3 separate regions of the Mus musculus genome follow, and all the other regions are linked to region 2. The links are chromatin contacts, called in public Hi-C and HiChIP or PLAC-seq maps. All regions are on one chromosome and are shown on one strand. Each heading gives the region's core, a stretch centred on a gene start, on an enhancer-like site or on the middle of the called end of the contact. The rest is flanking DNA. Distances are from core to core; before and after follow the strand shown. Region 1 overlaps Armc8 (armadillo repeat containing 8). Region 2 holds the start of 1600029I14Rik (RIKEN cDNA 1600029I14 gene). Region 3 holds the start of Mras (muscle and microspikes RAS).

Region 1 (3,652 bases), core at 339-2,838, 52 kb after region 2:
TTCTTCCGGATGTCTTCATCATTTGCTCCAAGAGAGGCATAGAGCTTGAACGCAGCCTGGCGGAGCTCATGGGCATGTTTTAAGTCATGATCAAGCTACAGGAAGTGGGGGAAAGAGAGATTCCAAATTAGTCTATAAGTTCTATTTTAATAAAATACAACATAATAAAATAATAAAAATAAAACATAAAAATTACTGAGTTTCAGGGCAAGCAGAAACTATTAACACTGGTTCTGTCACTAAATGAATTTCCTAGTTACTTTTGCTCTCTGTTCACATTTGAGATCTTGCTGTGTCTATGTCAGTGTGACCTGAAATGAAGTCTACTTCTGTCTGAAAGTGACGATCATCACCTCTGCATGGATATGACTCTTAGAGTCCAGTGTTTCAGACGGTAGTTGTCAGTGGCACTGATATTTGCTTCTTGAAAGAGGAGCACAGAGAGAAGGCACAGCTAGACAGTCTCCAACTGCAAGCTGGACACACTGAATGCTATCAGACCAATGTTTTCCTAATTTTGGCATTTAAAAAAACTTTTAGAAAGACATTTTGTGAAAACCCTCAGCAATCAACTCACCAGAGTCACTACCTCTATCTATTAGATATATGTCCAGGATTTTTAAAGAAAATTATTGAAATAAATTGTTGCCATGAAACAATTACTGCTATCTTTAAATACACATAAATGGCTATGTTAGCAATTGTACAAACCTGTTTTCCTAACACATTACTATAAAATTAAAATAAAAACATTTTCTCAGGATATTTAACTATGAATTGTAACTATACAAGAGGAATTGATAGTATTTTAAACTTAAAGTCATACCACTGTGTTCACCTTTTCCTAAAGGCCTATTTTGGGAAGGTGACCTCTTACCTTAGTTTGCAGCTATTGTTCCGAACACTTTGAAGCCCTGTTCTGAAACCTCCTAAAGCCCTAGCTGAATCAGCTACAACCCAAGCAGTGACAGTGCTGTCACTAAGCACTGTAAGTTTTCTGCCACTGACTATGAATTTGGGATAACAAAATGCTCCACAGGTACAAAGTATGCAGTGTGCACGGGAGGTGGTTCTGAGTACACTCGGTAGAGGAGCTCCACAGATGCTGGTACTGATGGCTACTGAAGGGCTGAGTCCCAGGGCACGAAAGCCCTCAGGTCCTCACCACATTCTAGCCATAACTTACACCACAGAACACAAATTTGGACTGATATCATGACAACCATCTACTTAATAACTTGAGAATTTCACTCTGTAGGTCTAATACCTACACTTTTGTAGCTAAACCATCTTTGGATACTCCAAGTTTTCAAATCAAATGTTCACTCATGCTTGTCATTTGGAAGTCCTTAAAAATTATTCCAGTTTTATGATGAAAGAAATGAAATGAAAACAAGATTCTAACCATCAGGAATAATCCCCCACACACAAGTGAAGTCCGCTACAGGTGCTGACATTCAGAGCTTTTAGATCAGCCTCCTCAGGCATGCTCATGGTCCTCCGTGCCTTGCTGGGGAGGGAAGCTCAGGAGACCATCAGGACTCACTGTGTATTTTGTATTGGTGAGATATTTTATCAGTGTGAGCAAACACCCCAGGGAAACAGATAGGGCAGCATGCCCATACTGCTACTAGGGAGGAATGCTACCCAAGGGCAAGTGGACACAGAACTTTCGTTTTATTCTTGCCAACCTTTTTTTTTTTTTTTTTTTTTTTTTTTTGAGATAGGGTCTTTTCTTGTGTAGCACAATTTGACATCAAATTCACTGTCCTCCTGCCTCAGCCTCTCAAGTGTCAGAATTACAGACATGTGCCGTCACATCTGGCTTCTGACCCATAACTTTAAAGTAGAGGGCAGTACATGTAACTAATTCAAGGCCCACGGACAGTTATTTTAGGCCTCCCTAAAAACAGAGAAAAAACATACGTATAATTTACTTTCAACATTAAGTGGCAAATAGGCTACTGCCCGCTGGGTGAATGGCTTTGGGAGTCAGAGCACATGAAAAGTGAAGACAGCCGTTGTTCTTGGGACCATTGCCATACTCGCTGGTCTTGAGCACAAATAAAAGTCATCACCCTATTTGCCATGACCTCTTTAAATAAAGTTATGTTAATAAATTCTCTTAGAGAAATGGAAATGGCAAACAGGCTGCAAGCAAAAAGTCAAAAGGAATCCCAAATCCAAGGAACTTCATTTTCAGAAAAAGTAAACATGGCTTGGTCCTCAGTGGTCCCAAAGACCAACCAGGCAAAAGTAAGAAAGATACCACCCTTGACCGAGAAAGAGAAGGGGCAGGTGTGTGTGTGTGTGTGTGTGTGTGTGTGTGTGCGCGCACACACCAGAGATGATTCTGTAACTTTGAACTGAGTTAGGTACTGACATAAAGTCAATACTCAATGTAGGAAACCCCACTATTCTGGAGATTTAGCTTAGTTAGGAAAGCCAACAATGTAATTCTCTTCTTGATTTTGTGCTTAGTGAAAAAAATCCTAATGATAAACACTAAACAAACTAGATTTTTAAGCCTCACAATCTATCCATGTTATTAAAGGTAAAAGACTCCTTTATTTAAATGGGCTCTCAGATGGAATTGTCAATTGTTTCAAAGCTGTGTGCAATAAGAAATGGAAAACTCCAGAGGCACATACCCTTTTAATGTCAGTGATGGCGCTCACTGAGCTGGGATACTTGAAATAGTCAGCCAGCATGGCAATGAGGTGGTCGGTTATGCTAGCGATTCTCTGCAGCTCAACATCTGGCTCAATCAGATAGGCGAGGGTCTCAGCTCCTTCAACTCTCTCCTCTAGTAACCTCTCCTTACTGCACATTCGAACCAAACAAGGCAAAGTCTGAAAGCAGGGAGATTAATTATTTGCTTTTTGGTAAAGGTAAAAGCTTGATAAAGAGCATTTGGTAACTAAATCAATAGAGTGGTATCGGCTGGAAGTCATGTTTGTATGATATATTTCCTCAACTGGTTTTTAGAAGAAAAAGAAGTTTAAATGCAAAAACCAAGCAAAATTCAGAGCAGACTGTTTATTCTAGCACACTAACCTCTTAATTATGTTAACAGAAATTCCACTTGCTTTGAAACACTATTGGAGAACCTTATAAAAGGCATTTGAGAACTCCTGACACATGTCACCAGCTCTGCCCCACCTATGTGTTCAACTTATGTGAGAACTGGCTGTTTAATCAGCAATGATATCCTTTCTTTAGTAATATGGTTGGAATCCCTCTTATTTTTTGTTTTAGAAATTAATATCTACAGGTGCAAAAGCAAAATATAGTTTTAAAAAATTCTTGCCTCTCTCAAATTCCACCAGCTCTGAAATGTCAGCAGCCTGTATCAACCACAGGGGTTAACTTTCCCCAGGACCATGCTGGGATGACTGTGGTGTCTCTAGTTCACCTGTCCTTCTGCACTCTTCAAACACCGGGACACTGGCCTTGTGACTTCTCTACAGTAGGCCCTCAGAACTGCCCTGTGTATTTATTAGTTCTAAGGCTGATGAATCTAATTTAAGGGCTATGTAAAAGTAGACATTAAAGTGTTACTAGTTACAGGAAGCTGTCTTGACTACTACAGTCAACTGTGCGTCACTATTTTCTGGATCCCTGCTTGTTTCTCCCTCCAAATGTGGTAAAC
Region 2 (3,739 bases), core at 608-3,107:
GTATATATGTGTGTGTGTGTGTGTGTGTGTGTGTGTATAATGTATATTACATATATTCTGCAGATCCAGGAAGCAGGATTTGACATACTATTAAAAGAAGAGAGAACCCTGACAGAGGCAGAAATGCAAGCGTTCTATCAACACAGAGCCAGAGAGGTCAGCTCATCTGCTTCTATTGGTCCATCTCATCCTCTCTCCTCCTCCGACACTCTGGTGATAGGTTGATAGCCTCTCGGGGGAATAAACATGAAGAACAAGAACATGAACGGCAGGTGGGTGGGTAATGGATTTGCAGCTCAGAATACGATCGGAGCCTGTACTGCTCAAGTATCGTGGCTGCAAGGAAACTATTTTAACAGTCAGCAACGGAATAAAGATGTTTATTAGAAGGATGCTCCGTAACTCCCAGAGCCGATGACAGAGAATGAGAAAGGTTAACAAGGATGCTTGGTGAGAAGGGGGACCAAGGAAAGTCTAGGGCCCACAGACGCCAAAGCCTTAGGCAAACCGCTCAAGACGTCGCCGCCTGCCACTTAATCTTGCTTTCTCTGCTTGCTTCTGCTTATGATTTGCGGGCTTGGGGAGTAGGGCTGAGGGCTGTTATAGGTCACAGCCCCACTTCCTAGGTCAGAGGTGTGATAGTTGCTAAGCATCACGGTTGTGAAATGAGGAACAAGGGAAATGAAGGAGGGGATCTTTTCCAGAGGAGCACTGGTATTGAAGGAGAAGGGCCGCAGTCTACACTGTACCCTTGGAGACCCAATACCCATGTATTACATATCCAAACACCATTCTTTTAGCATGCCACTACCCAACCTAACTCATGCTCCACCACAGTTCATCTTCCTGGGGTCCTGGAGTGTGACTGGTCATCATCAACAGCAGGCTGAGGTGGCCAGGTCACGGCTGAGTGTCTACAAGCTCACAAGGCTGCTTACTAACCCTCCCTTCCAGCACATGGGTAGTCTGGTTGCGCTGGCCTGCTTCAGGTCTCAGTAGTTCCTGCCCCAGGTCACTGTTTCCTTCCCTGTGCCTAGGAGGCATTTGAGAGGCTAGTACATCACATGTGCAGCGGACCCAGCCACCTCCTGATTCTCACCAAGACCGAGGGCACCGAGGATGTAGTCACCGCTTGGCGAACCTTCCTGGGACCTTGTGACCCCAATGTGGCCAGGAGGGAACATCCCGAAAGGTGACATCAGCTGTAGTCCTTTCAGCCACCTCAAGCTTCATTTGGTGTTTGGTTCAGAATCGTGGGTGATGCTGTCAGCTCTGGTAGCCAGGGGGCGCCTTTCTATATATCTGGGAAGTTTTTGACATCTTCTTACTGTCTGAGTTTCTGAGACTCCCCGACATGGGATCCTACCCCACCCCACCCCTCCCAGATTTCTAAAGGCTGCTGCTGAGTTAGGCTCAGTCACAGATCTCAGGGACCTTCCAAGTCAAAGGCAGCAGTACCGCCTGCCCTGTGGACTTCAGCTACCACAGCCAGTGCTATCTGGAGTCAGCTTCCTGTTCAGCACACCTACCTAGACCTGCTCAGCCTGCTCTATGACCCAGTGAGCAGCTAGCTTGGAGTCCACTGTACCAAATCCACGGGCCTTGGCTTTTGAAGCTGACAGAGAGCCATGGTCAGACAACAGGAAAGAACTTAGCAAAAAACAAAAACAAAACAAACAGAAAAAACAAACAGAAAACAAACAAACAAACAAACCTTAAAGTACTTTGCAGTCCTAAGGGACAAGAGCGTCTAACTGAAGCAACTGGGCTAAGCAAAGCGGCAGATGGCTCAGACCTTAGGTTACCAGCTAATGGGTCAAGTCCCTCCTCCGTTTCCGTTCAGTTCAGTTCAGTTCCCTAGGCTGTGAAGTGGGACTATCCACCCGCAGGCAGCACAGAGGCATTTAGAGCGGCGCTCAGCACATAGGTCCTAACCTAGCTCGACCAGGATTAGGGTTCTTATCAAGATCAGTCATATTGCTGCACGAGAGGCAAGGTGCTAGAGCTCAGCTGTGACCCAACAACAGTGGGAGTTGTAGTCTCTCTCTGGGCAGAAACGTTGCCAGACTCTGTTTAACACCCCTGGGCAGCAGGTGCTGGCACGGCTGATACTCTCCAGTTCTCTACAAAGAGCAAAGCAGTCTGGTAGCTGGTGGTCCTGCTGCCAGAGAGCAATGCATTTCTCTTCAAGTGAAACAATTGTTTCTTTTACATTGTACCAACCAGTCTCCGGGCTCAGTACGGCACAGAAATGCCTTTTAATGCTGTGCATGGAAGCCGGGACAGAGAGGACGCCAACAGAGAGCTGGCGCTGCTCTTCCCCAGTTTCAAGTTCTCAGATAAAGACAAGGAAGCTCCACCGGGTGAGTTGATAATGGCTTTATGACTGTGTGTGTGTAAAACTGACGACTTATCTCCCAACTAGCCAATAAAGTCCTGTTCTGAACACAGGTCACCATGTAACTGGCATCACCATTAATCCATTTGGTGCATTCTTGAAGCAGAAGGGTTGCTTTTTAAGACCAACTGGGCTTTTTTTTTTTTTTTTTTTCCTGCTTATGGTGGAGCCCTACTTCCACCCGTGAGACACGTTGCCTTTCTTTCTGCCAACCATGGGGAAAGTCCTATGACTCTAAACAAATCCAAAGTTTATTTTTATAGGTTCGCACACCCACCCTTTGCAGACTGATCACTCTCATCTTCCACCCACCCTCCCTTCCCCACAAATATCCCTCCAGTGTTCCTATCTGTTCATTTTGTTGTGCGATCCATTAAGATTAGCCAGGGCCATCCGTGTGATCGTGGGTTTGAAGCTATCTGTTAGTGAATGACTGGAGGACTCAGAGAGTCCACCACACTCTTAGGGATCTACCAACAGGGAGGGTTTAGAGGTAAGAAGGCTGAATGAAGCTCATGACGTTGACCTTGTGTGGGCCCAGTGCAGGTAACAGCAGCTGATGTGAGCTAATGTTACAACAGTTTTACGAGTCTGGGGCACAGTACCTTCCGGCCCTCTCTTGCACAACATTCCCAGAGCCTTAGAGGGGGTGGTATACGACTTACTTAGGGCTGGGCCCACTCCTGTCACTCACGTTCCCCATCCTGGGCAGCCATGAATCTTTATTCACTGCTGTCAGGAGGGGTTTCTGATTCAGGCTGAGCAGTGACACCTCTGTCTATTGATCTCGGCTCTGGTACTCGGAAGGCTAAAGTTACTAATAATTCAGTTTAGGTAATCATGAGAATACTCCTCCCCAGACTTGGGTGGTTGGCTAGGCCACCAGGCACTGGTCCTATCCTTGGAGAGGGGCTAGAATCCATGCAGACGGCACTTGGTCATTCTATCAACGTTCAAGCTGCTGCTGTGTACCTTGTTCTTCAAATGGCTTCTTAGTACTTGATGAAGTTAATCCTCTGCCCATCCCCCATCCTCATCTCTCCAATCTCAAGGCCTCCTTCCCCGCCTAAACCTTTCTACCCATGCTGCCCCCTTCTTTTTATGTTCTACTATATGCCTTGCCTTAAGGCAATCCTTACCTCACATCACCGTAATTCACATGCACAGTCCACATGCCTCAAACGGTACCAAACAGTTAACACTATGGTCCTCATATGAGATCATAAGGCATTTGTGCATTTGGGCCTGGATTACCTTACTTAAAATAATTTTCTCCAATCCCATCCATTTCCTTGCACATTTCAGTTTTCTTTAGAGCTGAGCAGTAGTCCACCGTGTATG
Region 3 (3,641 bases), core at 141-2,640, 34 kb before region 2:
GGGAAAAGGGGCAGGAGAAAGTCTACGAACTGCTTCAGTGAAAGTGCTTTGTTCACAGCTGAGCCCTTACATGCGTCAGTTGTTAATATACATAGCTGCCACCCCACACTTCAACCCACCACTGCAGGACGTGCGGACTGGTACACTAGGAATGTACAGTGCAGGCTGCACAAGCCTTAAACGTCAGCATCTTAGAGCCTCACTCACAACAGGCCAGAACAGACACGGGGTCAAAAGCACAGGCATAGGCACAGTCCTGGGTAGGTTAACGTCCCACTTCTCCCATCTTTCTGGAGGCGTCCTGTCTGAAGATAGGCAAATTCCCATCAAGTACCAGGGCTTTGTAAGCTTTGCTTTAAGCATTCTCCGCTCACTCCTCGGCCAGCCAGACCTCTGGAGGCCACAGTTTTGAGCGTCATCAGTCAGTCTCTATAATTTGGTCCAGAGAATCAAAAACACCATTGTAGCCCAAGAAGGTTCCCCACCATCAGGAGCTGCCCCAGCGCTCAGGTCAGAGTTCAGGTGACACGGTCTTTGTCCTATTCTCCAGACTGCACTCCGTCCCCAAGGCACCTCAGCTTTGCAGGGGGTTCTACCGTAATGTCAAGGGCCCACTCTGCTCTTCTGAACAGTCGTCTCTCTGACCTAACCCTGGCGTAGGGGCACTTGAGCTCTCCCACTGACCACACTAGACTGTCATTCAGTTTGTGCCCTGCTTTCCAAGCAGAACAGGATTTGGCATGGAGCCTGACACATGATGGGCACCGGGCCGCATCAGTTTAACGAGCGCAGGCCCCAGTGGTGACCAGAGAGCCAGCCCAGCAACCCGAACCCAGGACGCAGTGAAGAGTTGTTTATGAAGAAAGCGGTTTTGTATTATCCACATGAATGTACCACCTCTCCGTAGATCTTTAACCTGATTTACGCCATTTTAAGCCAGGAGAGCCCCTACCCGACCCCGCCGCCCACCTCCCTGCCGAGTCCTTACCCGGGCAGCCGAGGAACCCCAGGATGACTACAATCAAAGGAGTCTGTCTAAGCGGCGGCTAGGCCCTTCCCACTTGGGTCGGAGTGGTGAGCGACTTCTCCGCTGCACACCGTTAAGCCAGAGCCGGTGGTAGGGGGCAGAGGCCACGCACAGCCGGAGCCCGCTGCCCGGGTGCAGCCGGGTGCAGCGCAGCGCAGCCCGGCGAACGCGGAACCGGCCACACCTCCAGCCCCGGAACGGAACAAAGCGCCCGGCGGCCTCCTCCCCTCAGGGTTGCCGGGCGGCTCGCCGCGCGCTCCCGCCGGGGCTGGGCTCCCGCCCTGGGCCACCGCCTCCTCGCTCGCACCGGGAGGAGGGAGCGCCGCGCCCGCCGGGCCCCGCGCCGCCGACTGACGGCTCCGCGCCAGCCAGCCCGGCCGCCGCCGTCCCCGCCCCGCTGACGCCTTAAAGCGACCGCGCACCCCGCGCCTCGGGAGCCTTCCGAGTGGCTGCGACGACCCCCAAACGGCACCACTGTGGGCATTGGGACAGCTGGCACCGGGCAAGGGTCCCCTCGCCTCCACTCACTCACCACACGGATCTGCAGTCTGTGAGCCGCCGATAAGCCTAGGACACCTAAGGGGAATTGGCCCCGGGCGGCTTTAAAAGAGCTGTAGGTTCAATCTTTAACTCTTCGGGCTGCCAACTTCGGGACCTGCGGACGCCTCCCCAGTCCTTAGAAGAGTCCCGTCGCTTCAACCACGTCCCGAGGACCCCAAGATTCCGAGGGCCTGCTGCTTGCTTTAGCTAGGTGCCAGATTCAGGCCTCAAAGTTCTTGAGAATTAGCCAGCGACCTGGATAGGAGGCGGCGGCGACGTTCGCACACCATTTAGCTCTTCCATTGGGTTGGAGTCATTCCCTACTCCCTATCCCCGGCTTTCCCTTTTACAAGACTTGAGATATGATCACATAACGCTGAGTATATGCTTTTAAAGGCGTACGTTTCAGTGGGGTTTTGGTATAACAAAGTTGTGCGACCATAGTTATTTATCTAATTCCAGAACATTCGGGTCACTACTCCTTTCCCCAATAAATTAAAAGAAAAAACCTCTGTGGGTAACCTCTCCCCATTCTTCCCCCCTCCCAGGCTCTGGAACCCTCTAATCTGCATTTCAGCCTCGGTGGATTTGCCTATTCAGAACATTCTATATAAATGGAGTCATACAACATGTGGTCTCTGTGACTGGCTTCTTCCACGGTGTGTGCAGACTGGATGCACGTGGTTCCGCGTAGCCACACCTCGGCCAGACTCATCTCCCACTGTGTGTATAGGAAGCATTTGTTTAGCCTTTCCTCAGTCGATGCTTACCTACTTTCCCCCTTTCTCTCGGTGTGAATAAAGTGCTAGTGTTAAAAGTCTTTATGTAAATACTGTGATTCCTCTTGGATACATACACCTCCAGCGGAATTGCCGGGTTGACTGGGGAACTCTTTCGGGGGCATATATCTGTTTCCAACGCAGCCATAGCATGTTACACTGGCACCACTCACGTGTGTGCGGGGACATAAGCATGCACCTGTGCATGCGTACAGTTGTGAGGACAGGACAACAGTGGGTGTTACCTTTCGGGTGCCTGTCACCATTTTGCTTTATTTTGATCTTTGGTTGGGGTGTGGTTGTTGTTGTTGTTTCTTTTGAGGAGTCTCATTGGCCTTGAACGGCTGAGTAGGTAGAGCTACAAGCCTAGGGGACCTCAACTTCTGCCTCCCTTCCCAGGTAGGGAGGCCAAGACTTTAGACACAGCCTTTGTTTCCATTCTTGTTCTTGCCAACACTTGTAATTGTGTGTCTTTCAGATAATTGCTTCCCTAGTTGGGAGTGAAGTGGCCTTTTGTTCTACATCTCAAAGCTTCTCTCTCTCTCTCTCTCTCTCTCTCTCTCTCTCTATCATTTTTGAGGACATTCTTTTGCAAATGAGCCTTGAAGTCTTGGACCTAGCTTTACTTGTAGCTTTACTTATACGGGACTGCCTGCTATTTTGAGTGCTTCTCCACACCCCTGGCCTCAGGGAACTTCAAAGCTCTGTATCTTGCAAACCTGAGATTCTGCCTAAGGCTGTTTGCCATTGGCCTTCTAGCCACCACCCGTTTAAGGAGAGGCCAGACTCCTATCTAGCGTTATCAAAGCCCAGGTGGCTTTCAAGAGTCCCAGGGCAGAGAACATACTATATGCTACTGAAGGCGTCTTTCACTGGCTGTAGGGAGTGAACGGAGTAAGGAGAGGGGCCTTGAAGATCAGAAGTCCCTCCACCTTGGCTGTCTGGATCCTGCCCTGGCACTGTCTTTTTCTCTCATTTTTGTTTACCACAGACCTCAGGGAAGGTGGGCAGAGGGCATTTCATAAGAGTGTAGCTATAGCTACCCTGTTTCCATACAGAAATCCTTCTCACGTCTGGGCTTCATCATTAAATTCCTGAGCTTTCAGGCCATTGCTCGGGATGGATATCTCATTTAGGCTGTCCCCCCACCCCACGCCACCCTACCCCACCCCACAACCCACCCCACGCCTGCCTACCCCATCCCTTGAGCCCTGAAATAAAGCTGTGGTGAACAGTCTTTTAAAAGCAGGACGACTGAGCAGCAAAAGCAAGTTCTCCCAGTTCACTGGGGATGG

Evidence for each region. A called contact is a pair of places that touch in the nucleus more often than the background predicts. HiChIP or PLAC-seq counts read pairs in DNA pulled down with a chosen protein or histone mark.
Region 1: a contact with region 2 is called in a Hi-C map of liver, with 2.1 times the contacts expected there. The contact joins the enhancer-like site here to the promoter of 1600029I14Rik in region 2. A contact is called at or near these places in 8 of 39 promoter capture datasets (the C10 cell line, embryonic stem cells, liver and 4 more), 18 of 484 Hi-C or Micro-C datasets (8-cell embryo, the C10 cell line, the HL-1 cell line and 9 more), 1 of 115 datasets of contacts at active chromatin or transcription factors (embryonic stem cells) and 4 of 9 other capture datasets (adipose tissue, embryonic stem cells, liver and 1 more).
Region 3: a contact with region 2 is called in an H3K4me3 HiChIP or PLAC-seq map of intestinal villus epithelium, with 8 read pairs. The contact joins the promoter of Mras here to the promoter of 1600029I14Rik in region 2. A contact is called at or near these places in 2 of 115 datasets of contacts at active chromatin or transcription factors (embryonic stem cells and intestinal villus epithelium) and 1 of 9 other capture datasets (adipose tissue).

The regions. Positions count from the first base shown.
Region 1 is chr9:99,520,488-99,524,139 of GRCm38.p6, forward strand. Armc8 (armadillo repeat containing 8) reads right to left here. Exons shown (of 22, transcript NM_028768.3): 11 at 2,652-2,852; 12 at 1-95. Among named protein-coding and RNA genes, the nearest start is that of Armc8, 47 kb to the right of the region's middle. Within about 2 kb of position 1,589, at least 2 of the 459 cell types and tissues checked have an H3K27ac peak or open chromatin away from gene starts, as enhancers often do. A contact at or near this core is called in liver, where this site is marked.
Region 2 is chr9:99,468,564-99,472,302 of GRCm38.p6, forward strand. 1600029I14Rik (RIKEN cDNA 1600029I14 gene) reads left to right here and starts at 1,858. Exons shown (of 2, transcript NR_028123.1): 1 at 1,858-2,363. Nme9 (NME/NM23 family member 9) reads left to right here. Exons shown (of 10, transcript NM_001165957.1): 6 at 64-156; 7 at 1,038-1,192; 8 at 2,227-2,367.
Region 3 is chr9:99,435,322-99,438,962 of GRCm38.p6, forward strand. It overlaps Mras (muscle and microspikes RAS), which reads right to left and starts at 1,391. Exons shown (of 6, transcript NM_008624.3): 1 at 989-1,391.